Linked DNA regions of Sus scrofa: region 2 is linked to region 1. The links are chromatin contacts, called in public Hi-C maps. All regions are on one chromosome and are shown on one strand. Each heading gives the region's core, a stretch centred on a gene start, on an enhancer-like site or on the middle of the called end of the contact. The rest is flanking DNA. Distances are from core to core; before and after follow the strand shown. Region 1 overlaps MKLN1 (muskelin). Region 2 overlaps LOC110257572 (a long non-coding RNA gene).

Region 1 (5,309 bases), core at 2,607-5,106:
TCCGAAAGTATCACTGAATCCATCCTGACACCAAATCACAAGTACACAAAGCACATAAAGCAGAAACACTTAGAAAATCAATAGTCTTGATAAAGATGCAACAAAATAGCCTATTTACCTCTGAGGAAAGAGCAAATGAAGGGATATATGCCTGGATCACTGGCTCAAACCCCCCCTGCCCTCTTTCTTCTGCATTGGCCAAGAATGGTCCCATTCTCCTGATGCATGCATAAGACTACCTCATGAACAAAAAGACTTGGGGCAACAAATACAACTCTCCTTCTTCCCCCACAAAGAAAAAATTCCAGCAAAGAAATGAAAATTCCCTTCATTTCCTCCCTTTCTTCAGAAGCCAGTTCGTGAAGATTGCTTAACTCTCCTATCACCTCAGGACACCAGACAAACAGCCTAGAATGGGAACTGGATCCTGATGGCTTAATTGAGTTAAAAGGAAAAGAGTAGATCATCTAAAAGCCTCTCAATGGTTTCAAAGTGCCTCTCCCGTCTCTGAAAGCCCAGTGGCGGTTCTCAGTTCCTCAGTTAGGGAGGAGCTGAATGAATTTCCTAGCACAGAATTCAAAAGCACTGGAAGTCAGCAGTTCTGAAAGACTGCAGAAAGGTCTTGTTTACATTTTTCTCTTGGGCTGAAACCCATCTATTTAAACTTTAACCAGAGGCAATTATAAAACCGTGGTGAGCCAGAGATGGCAGTCTGCACAAGACGGAGAGACAGATGCCAACAGTCTGGCATTGAAGGAGGAAGAGAGGGAATATTTTGAGAACGGAGTCAAGGAAGAACTACAAAGAAGGTTTTGGAAATAAAAAGTGTCACCTAGGCAGCTGTTCTTCAGAATAGGGGGAGAAACGGGGGTGGGGGGGAGACAGCAGGAGGGGTGGGCAGGGAAGACAGCTTAGGCCTCTGCCAGCTGAGGTGGGTAGAGCTGAGGCCATCACCATCCTACCAGTTCACAAGTCCCGTCCTGTAAGAGCTTACTGCTGTAGCCCCTGCTCTTTACACCTTTTTTTTCCCTCTTGGGTCAAAGTGCCTTAACCCAGAGAGTCAGCGACCCTGAGAGGACTGCCTGGAGCAGACACACCCTCTGCCAGGACACAGGCCCTCTTCCCCGAAAGCCAAGCCTCCTCTTCGATTCAGGTTTTCCTGGCAAAGTCCCACCTTGGAGCTGATGAGTAGTCCAGTGACGTCAGAGGAAATACCCCATTTGACAAAGGACCCTGCTATAGTTGCCAGTAAACTGAGCTTATTAGCATGTCCTGATCTGGGTCTTAGGATTTGATGAGTCCTAAAAATAAACTCAGAGAGAAATAGCTGTTGCACCAAAGTGAATGTTTTTACTCTGGATCTGAGAATGTCTGTGGACCTGACATTGACAATACGGCCAGTTTTATTTATTTATTTTTAAATTTATTTTTTGTCCTTAGGGCCACGCCTGTGGCATGTGGCAATTCCCAGGCTAGGGATCTAATCTGAGCTGCAGCTGCTGGCCTACGCCACAGCCACAGCAACACAGGATCCTAGCTGTGTCTGTGACCTACACTGAAGCTCATGGCAAGGCTGGATCCTTAACCCACTGAGCGAGGCCAGGGATCCAACCTGTGTCCTTGTGGATGCTAGTCAGATTTGTTTCCACTGGGCTACAACGGCAACTCCTGGGCCAGTTTTAGATGCATACACAAATGTGGGGAGGTCTACAATCTCCTACCAATCTCTTGGTGTAAATGAGACAGAAATTCTACCCCTAGATATTCACTCCTTTGAGTTTCTTAACTTTTTGGTTTTGAATGCCCTTATTAAGATGCAAATGCAGTACTGAGAGGATAGCCCTTGCCTGAGAAGGAATCACCTAATTTCTTAGGAGGAATTTGTGTTCTGTCAATTCCAGCCAAATTAGCACTAGGGCTCTGTGGGGGAAAGATCCAGGACAGGCATCCTGGAGATGGAGAATGGGCAGAGGCCTTGGAAATTATGAGTAGGGAAGCCGGCAGGAGTCATGAAAGAGGCCAGAGACAAGAAGATCCGCCCCTCAACATAAGTCAGAGTTCGTGTAAGCAGCTGAAAGCCAAGCTCATCCTAACTTTTTGTGAAACTTTCTCTCTGCTCCCATCTCTTAGCAGGGAAAGCCATTTGGGGCACAGCCAGAGGGCAGTGGGGAAGGTCAGAGGATTTGCAGATATTCAGGGCCATGACCATGGTCTCCCAGGGCAAAGAGGCCAAGGTTGTGGGCTTCTCTCCAGACCAGTTTGCTACTCTCAGCTGTAGATCTCTCCTACAGCTCTGAACTGCACTCCCAGGTCCAGCCAATCATCTAAAAAATTCATGATGCTGTTCACAAGGGCCTGGGTGGAGAATGTGGGGATGGCTCCGTGCAAACTCACCCTGACCGAGGGCAGACAGATCCTAGGTAATATTCTTGCTTGTGTGTATATGGGGGGGGGCACTTAATAAGAAGAATAAAACATAGCGTGACTTTTTATTGTTATTAAATATAAGCTGAAACTGTATTTCTTAAAGTTTGTATGAGTAGAAATTGCTTTATTGTACCCTCATCCCTAGAGAGGGAGAAGGTCTGATTCTGAGGTCTTCTGCAGGAGACAGCCTGTGAACACATGCCTGTTAGATACCCCAAGAGCTGCACAGAAATTTCAAAGGGATGCCCAGTACCTACCAGAGGGTGTTATACCTTCGAGGAGATATTTTGTACAATCACACATGAGATTTTCAAGTGAAATCCTGGGGGACTATACATAAACCAGACAAGAAGCACAGTATAATGGTTAAAAGCATGGATTCAGGAGCCAGGGAATTTGGGTTCAGATCCTAGCACTTTTTAGCTGTGTGACCTTAGGCAAGTCACTTAATCTCTCTGGGCCTTAGTTTCCTCATCCATAAAACTCAGATAATAGTACTTCTCAGTTCACAGGGTTGTTGTAAGGATTAAAACAAGTTAATATTTAAAGGGTTGAATGAGTTACTATTTAAGTGTTACATGTAAAAAGTAACATAATCAGGAGTTTCTGTGGTGGTGCAGCAGAAATGAATCTTCCTAGGAACGATGAGGTTGCCGGTTCTATCCCTTGCCTTGCTCAGTGGGTTAAGGATCTGGTGTGGTAGTGAGCTGTGGTGTAGGTCTCAGACGCGGCTCGGATCTGGCATTGCTGTGGCTGTGGTATAGGCCAGCAGCTATAGTTCCCATTTGACCCCTTAGCCTAGGGACCCCCATATGCCTCAGGTACGGCCCTTAAAAAAAAACAAAACAAAGCAAAAGTAACATAATCAAGTCTCTAGGCCTGGAAACCTCAGTTGATTCTATGATTGACCCTGTCTCCAGGAAGGCCTTTGGTTGGCTCTGGCCTGTACTTACCCTCCAATTTCACCAGCATGAGGAGGCAGAAGATACCCGGGAAACTTTCATCTCCAGGCTTCCCCTTGAGCATTAGGCAAGGCACTTCTCTGAAGTCTTGCAAGCCAGAACCAACAACAGGGAGCTCTGTCTGGTGCCCAGGCTTGAAATGGGAATCCCTCATTGCAAACCCCTCAGTGCCTTGGTGGGCTCCCTGCTTGTGCTCTCACTAAATGCTTCACCAAGCCAAGGTTACAGAACACAAGGAAAAGCCCTAAGTGAGAAAGCTAAGAAGAGCAAAGAAACTAGCAGGTGGCAGGAAGAAGGATCACAGCAAGAGGAAACCCAACACACAACGAAAAAAGTAGAAAAGCTGAAGGAAGTGCAAGGAAACTTTTTTTGTTTCTCTATTTTTGACCCAGTGAAAAACACAAACACTAGCGAATAAACTGAGCAACAGAATCAGGCTGAGCCAGTGAAGGGAGGGACCAGGCAGCGGAACAGCAAATACATGCTCATTACCTCACCCTTCCTCCTGTGACCTGCAAGCATGGCCCCAGGGCCATTCGTTTCACAGCCTAATAATGATTTCATTTCACAGACTTCCTTCCACTTTTTTTTTTCTTAATAAAAGTCCATCACAGCTCTGTTTGGGGAATCAGAAACAGTATCTGTCTTTAGGAAATTTAACTGCCAACAGAGCTCAGATAAGCATAATTGAGAAGTAAAGAATAGTTGGTGTGACCAGGACAAATATCAAATCACAAATATTTGAAATTCTTCTCTTTCCCGGCTCTAAGTAGAGAAGTGCCTTTGTTTGCTGAATTGGCTCACAGACGCCTTGGCTTCTGTGTTGTGTAGGATGTTGAATGGGGAGGAGAAACCAGACGAAGGTCAAATATTTGTCAAATGCTTACTGTGTATCAGGTATTCTGCTAAATGCCAGAAATTCAACAGTAAACAAAACACACAAGCCCTTGTCCTCATGAAGCTAACACTTTTTTTACTTTTTAAATTACATATAAAGTTACCATCTTAGCTGTTTTTAAGTGAATGTTTCAATAGTGTTAAGTGTGTTTCTCCTGTGATGGAATCTCTAGAATTTTTCCATCTTGCAAAACTGAAACTCTGTGCCTATTAAACAATTCCCATTTCCCCTTCTTCTAGGCTCAGGATACCAATATTCTACTTTGCATTTCTGTGAATTTGCTTACTCTGGATTCATGTGGAATCATAGTGGTATTTGTCTTTTTGTGACCAGCTCATTTTACTTAGCATAATATCCTCAAAGTTTCTCCATATTTAGCATGTATTGAAATTTCCCTAGCTGTTTAGGGCTGAATAATATTCCACTGTGTGTATAGGCCACATTTTGTTTATCCATTCATCCTTGGATAGACATGTGGGTTGCTTCCATTTCTTGGCTATTGTGAATAATGCTGCTGTGAACATGGGTGTAAAGTATCTCCTTGAATTAACACTCTTTTAAAGAGTTTATTCCATCATATTTGGGTTCCTTATTTGCCCATTAGTTGGCCCAATTCGATGGGTAAATGCACAAGGATCTGTGTTATCTTTGCATTCCAACTTCCTATACAGTCCTAACACATAGTAGGAACTCAATAAATATTTGTTGAACAAAATAATTTATTTTTACACTTCTTAGTCACTACTGCTGCAGCTGGCTATTTTACATATTTTAATAAATAAGTTTTGCAATTTTAATGAATGCTATTTTGATTATATTTACATACTAAGCCAGTTTATCTAAGGGGATTGGTATTAAAAAATCTAAATCTCCATCAAAGTTCACTTTCTAGATGAAATGCTATTGACAATTCCTTCCCACTCGCTTTGGTTAAAATCAACTGTTGCTGCTCTTATTTCTCTCTTTCCTTCTCTCTCTTTTCCTGAAGTCATAGCACTGTGTAGATCTTGAGGACCTCATTA
Region 2 (5,519 bases), core at 2,971-5,470, 270 kb after region 1:
TTCCAGAGACTAGCGAGCTGAAAAGAGGGAGAAGGTGAAGTCGGGATCGTGGCTTAGGTTGTTACGTGGTATCGTTCACACAGTATGACATGTGAGAGGAGAACCGGTTTGAGGGGCGATGAGGCAGCCTGCGGACCTGTGAGAGCACATAGACGGAGCCTGGCGGAGGCAGGGGCCGGAGTGAGCCGGGAAGGTGGTTTGCGTGACAGGCTCTGGACTTGAGATGCTGGTTAACAACAATGCGAAGTCATCCATGCTCTTGACTTGTGTGAAGAGCTGTTTCTAAAGCAGTGGGTCACTCTTCCAAAATTTTTATATGATAGTTAAAAATTTTTTCTAACTTTGAGTGAAATTTTAAAAAAATATGTAGAATAAGATAAAGAAGAAATAAAAATGATCTCTGATCCCATCCCCAAAGCTCTGTTAATATTTGTGTTTATTTCCTTCTAGTGTTTTCCTGAACACGTGTGCATGTACATACACATACAGAGTTGCCAAATCAGCATCATTCTGTATAGGCATTTTTTATAGTCCACCTTAAATGCACATTTTCTCCAAGACATTTTCAGGGGGCATTATTCTGTAGTTTCGGAGTATTCTGTTTCCTTCCATTTTTTTTAAGCCATTTTTATATTACAGTAATTTTCCCCTTTTTGAGTATAAAACTTTCAATTATATCTTGGCTGGAATTTTCCTAAGAAGTTTTTTTTTTTAATTGATATAAAGTTGATTTATAGTGTTATACTAGTTCCAGGTATAAACATAGTGATTAAAAATTTTTATAGATTATACTTCATTTAAAGTTACTACAAAAGAATAGCTGTATTTTCCTGTGCTGTGTAATGTATTCTCGTTGCTTATTTACTTTATGAAAAGTAGTTTGTTATCTTTTAATCCCATACCCCTATCTTCTTCCTTCCCCCTCCCCGCTGGTACCTACTAGTTGTTTTTCTATATCTGTGAGTCTTTTGTTATATATATTCATTTATTTTATGTTTTAGATTCCACATATAAGTGGTAACATGCAGTATCTGTCTTTGACTTACCTCCCTAAGCATAATACTCTCTAGGTCCATCCATGTTGTTGCAAATGGCAGAATTCCTTTCTTTTTATGGCTAATATTCCATTGTATGTGTATGTGTGTATATATGCATACATATATACCCCCCTCATCTTCTTTATCCATTCATCTGTTGATGGACACTTAGGTTGCTTCCATATCTTGGCTATTGTAAATAACTCTGCTATGAGCACTGGAGTACATGTATCTTCTTGAACTAGTATTTTCTTTCTCGTTTTCTTTTTGGATATATACCCAGGAGTGAAATTGCCAGATATTATTTTTAGATTTTTTTAGGTTTTTTTTTTTTTTTTTGGAGAAACATCTATGATGTTTTTCCTAGTGGTTGTCCCAGTTTACATTCCCAACAGTTTACAAGGGTTCCCTTTTCTCCACATCCTTGCCAACATTTGTTATTTGTCAACTTTTTTTTTTTTTTTTTTTTTTTGGCTTCACCCACAGCATATGGAGGTTCTTGAGCCAGGGATCGAATCTGAGCCACAGCTGTGAGGTATGCCACAGATGCAAGCTACACCACAGCTACAGCAGCGCTGGATCTTTAATCCACTGTGCCACGGCGGGAACTCCCTTGTCAACTTTTTGATGATAGCTGTTTTGCCCAGTGTGAGGTTATATCTCATTGTGGTTTTGATTTGCATTTCTGTAATAACTAGCAGTGCTGAACATCTCTTCGTGTGCCTGTTGACCATCTGTATGTCTTCTTAAATGTCTATCCAGGTCTTCTGTCCATTTTTTAATCAGGTTGTTTGTCTTTTTGATGTTGAGTTTGTATGAGCTGTTTATATATTTTGGATGTTAACCTCTTATTCATCATATCATTTGCAAATATTTTCACCCATTCAGTAGGTTGTCTTTTCATCTTGTCGGTTGTTTCGTTTGCTGTGACAGTAATTATCCTTCTAATATAAATGAATCTTGGATGTATTTTTAATAATTTCCTTAGGGTAGATCACTTGCAGTGAATTTATTAAGTCCAAGGAGTTGAACTCTAAAGATTCCTGATACCCTTTGCCTGTTTGTTTTCTAGAAAATTTGTGTGAAGTTATACACACATGCTCATCTTCATAATCTCTCAGTGAGTGTAATCTTTTTTCAGATCTTTAGACAAAAGCATTACATTATTTTTGGTTCATTTATTCAACCATTATTTAACAAGTACCCACTTTGTGCCAGGCTTGTGGCAGTTTTTAATGGCTATCAGTGAAGTTTAACGTTTTTATGTGCTTATTAGAACATTGTTTATTTTTGTAAGTGTTCTGTTCACGTCCATTACCAACTTTTCTATTGGGATGTAACTATTCTATAATTTACTTAATCTTTTCTGTATGTAGTGAGAGGGAGATTTGTGGGAAATATTTCTCCCAGCTTCTTTGATTTTTAGTTCTGCTTATGACCTTTTTTTTTTTTGAGATATAGAAGAATCTTTACATTTTATTTAGCTGAACAAATGATTTTTGTCTGTGTTTGTTTTTTTTTTTTTTTTTTTTTTTTCTGGGGTGACTTCCATTACCTTGGGTTTAGGAATTCCTTCCCATGTGGAAGTTAGAAAATATTCATTTAATTAAAATTTTTTAATTTCTTGGAGAAAGCCCACCAAATTAGAAGTAAAGTCTGAAAAAAAAAGATCTGAATAGATCTTTTTTTTCACACAGTAGATCTCTCAACATTGTGTGCTGAGTCATCTATATTTTCCCAGTTAATCTTTGATGCTTCTTTTATGTTTCAAAACCTTGTACTGTTGTATCTAGCTGCAGGAGTCCATGAGTTTTGGTGGATATTAGCACCCGAGTGGAGGATATAATACTTTTTTCCCACATTTTATTACAAAAATCTCAAGTATACAGCAAAGTCTAAAGAATTTTGTAATGAACCCCATATATACACCAACTGGATTCCACAATTAACATTTTAGTAACTTGATCATTTATTTATTCATGTGGTAGTTTTTAAACCTCCCGAATCATTATTTGAAATCAAAACTGGACTATCAAAGACATTTTCTATCATTCTGTTTTTTTTCTAATTTGTAGCTTTGATTTCCAGGAAACGTTTAGCAATTTATATTAATCCAGTAAAAGAGTGAACGTCACAATAGATACCAAGAGAAACTGGTTTGTTATGGTCATTTAATTTGTGAAGATGAGTTTGACTTTTCAGGGTTCCAACGATAAGTTTGTTTTTCAAACATAATTCTCCATTAAGGGCTTCGTCCTCACTATAGTACAGTTGCTTTTTGTTCTTTTGGCTGAAACTGAAGAGGACATTGAAGAAAGAGATAGAAAGGCCACAGAGTAGACCCCGAGATGCTTGTGGGAGTCTGTGGTGGGTGGGCCTGTTGGAGCTGGTGAGGGGGCCTGTGGGCCACAGTGGGCTTTGAAAGACTTTTGCCGGAGTCAGGCCACTTTCCTGAGCGGCTGTTATCAGGCTCTGCCACAGGAGCCCTTAGCGTGAAGGCTGCTTTGCCCAGGGCAGCCTGTCCCAGACCTGCCCTACTAATGTTTGGCTTTGAGTGTCTCTGGTTCACGGCAAGTGATTAGGTCGAATAAACCTTAGGTCAAGGAGCTTAGTCACCTCTTTCCAGCCTAAATGACAAGCACCCTGAATTCCCATGAGTTTTTGGTGCTTGACGGCATCCTGGCATAGACATTGGTTTGCAAGCGTGTCTTAACAGCAAACTGACCTGCTGCGTCTGCCTCTTGGTGCAGCATACAAGCAGCCAATGGAAAAATCGGCAACCTGCATTCAAAGATTTGGCCTTGGTCACAGTTAAAAATTAACCGTGGTTTAATTTTTGTACTGGGTTGTTCCCCCCCCAATCCAAACTCAATTTCCTGTTGCAGAATAAATTGATTTCATCGCGTCATATGGAAGACTTCTTTTCTTTATCCCAAACCTGTGATTTTAATGTAGAACATTGAATGTAGGTCAGTATTCACCTCTTTCTCAGAAATCTGGGAAGACAATTTTGGGTTTTTTTTTTTCACCCCCAGTTTCTCTGAATAATACTCCCCAGGTTGTTAAGAGCATTGATAAAGTTCCCCAGCCTCGGATCTAGAACTGGAATGTTAAAGCCCTTCGCGCCTACGAAAGGAATGAGGGCGTTTCCCGAGTTGGGCCAGAGAGGAAACCTCACTCACGGGAAGCTTCTGAGCGGACAAGCTGCTCGACCTCCGACCTCCTCCGGGAGACTCAGCCCGAGGTCCAGCGTCACCTTTGTTCTAAATTCTCTGCTCTTCATGAATGGCGGATAGTATTTTAGAAGTCTAGCCAACTAGTGCTTTGAAACGGAGGGAGAGCTACACTGAAAAGACTTAAGGTAATCTAAATGGATGTTCTAGTGATGTCAGTATTCAGAAGAGAGATCCTATTAGAGTGACTTTTCAGGAAAAAAAAAAAAGTTCCGTAACCTGAGTCCCCCCCCCCCCTCCCGCCACCATCCCCTCTCGCTTTTGCACTCCAGCAAGACGCAGCCTGTTGCTTCCCAAACCCGCAGAGCTGTTTCCTGTTCCTGGCCTTTGGGGAAGCCCCCCACCCTCCCAACTCTGCTGTCCACCTCCCCAGACACACCCTGCCCACAGCCCAGGGCAGCCTTCCGCGCCACAGATACACTGGTGGTAAAGGATGGAGTGTGTTTGGCTTGCATCAGTTTGCCAGGAGCAAGGGAGGGTAGCTACAAAGCACTGCTCTAACCTGTTATTTTCTGCACTATTAAAATGTAAAGCAGGCTGACATAAGAATCCACTCTTCTCCACCGGTCACCACCATAAGATTTATGAATCATTTGCTAAATCCACCGCCAGTTTTAAAATCCGGCTCCCAGGCTAGGTCTGCAGGAAATAAGCTTGTGAGATCATAAGTGCTATGGAGTAGGAAGTTATTTACTGGATCCTGCAGTGTTAGCACTGGGAATCCCAAGAAAGCTGCCTAATAAGCTGGGTTGTACCCATTTGGAACCTAGTGTCTCCAAAGGTGGGGGGGGTGAACATGTCAGAAACATCGAAAATGAGTTTAAATTAAAGCCTGAAGTTTTTAAATATAAAGCAAAGTTTGAGTACATTAGCTTTTAAGATAGAGATGCTGAAGAGAAACCCTAATGAAATACACTGTGGTGTTACTCTCAGGAATTAAAAATAACAACAGAGGACACAGTAACAAGGTTTTAGATGGATCAAGGATTCTTTCCAGGATGGAATCTTTATGATTTAACTGAGGGCCCTGTCAGAAATATTACCACTTTGATTATAAAAGTGTCAAGAGTTCCCATCGTGGCTCAGGGGTTGGCAAACCTGACTAGTATTCCATGAAGATGCAGGTTCAATCCCTGACCTCGCTCAGCCGGTTGAGGATCCAGCGTTGCCTTGAGCTGTGGTGTAGGTCACAGACATGGCTAGGATCCTGCATTGCTGTGGCTCTGGTGTAAGCCGGTGGCTCCGGCTT

The links. Hi-C and Micro-C count contacts between places; a contact is called where the count stands out from the background.
Region 2: a contact with region 1 is called in a Hi-C map of liver, with 2.7 times the contacts expected there. The contact joins two enhancer-like sites. A contact is called at or near these places in 2 of 47 Hi-C or Micro-C datasets (liver and skeletal muscle) and 1 of 2 datasets of contacts at active chromatin or transcription factors (alveolar macrophages).

What each region holds. Positions count from the first base shown.
Region 1 is chr18:17,741,940-17,747,248 of Sscrofa11.1, forward strand. All of the region lies in intron 2 of MKLN1 (muskelin), which reads right to left. The region is part of intron 5 of LOC106506781 (a long non-coding RNA gene); the gene reads left to right. Among named protein-coding and RNA genes, the nearest start is that of MKLN1, 88 kb to the right of the region's middle. Within about 2 kb of position 3,857, at least 18 of the 83 cell types and tissues checked have an H3K27ac peak or open chromatin away from gene starts, as enhancers often do. A contact at or near this core is called in liver, where this site is marked.
Region 2 is chr18:18,012,376-18,017,894 of Sscrofa11.1, forward strand. The region is part of intron 1 of LOC110257572 (a long non-coding RNA gene); the gene reads left to right. Among named protein-coding and RNA genes, the nearest start is that of MIR29B-1, 24 kb to the right of the region's middle. Within about 2 kb of position 4,221, at least 15 of the 83 cell types and tissues checked have an H3K27ac peak or open chromatin away from gene starts, as enhancers often do. A contact at or near this core is called in liver, where this site is marked.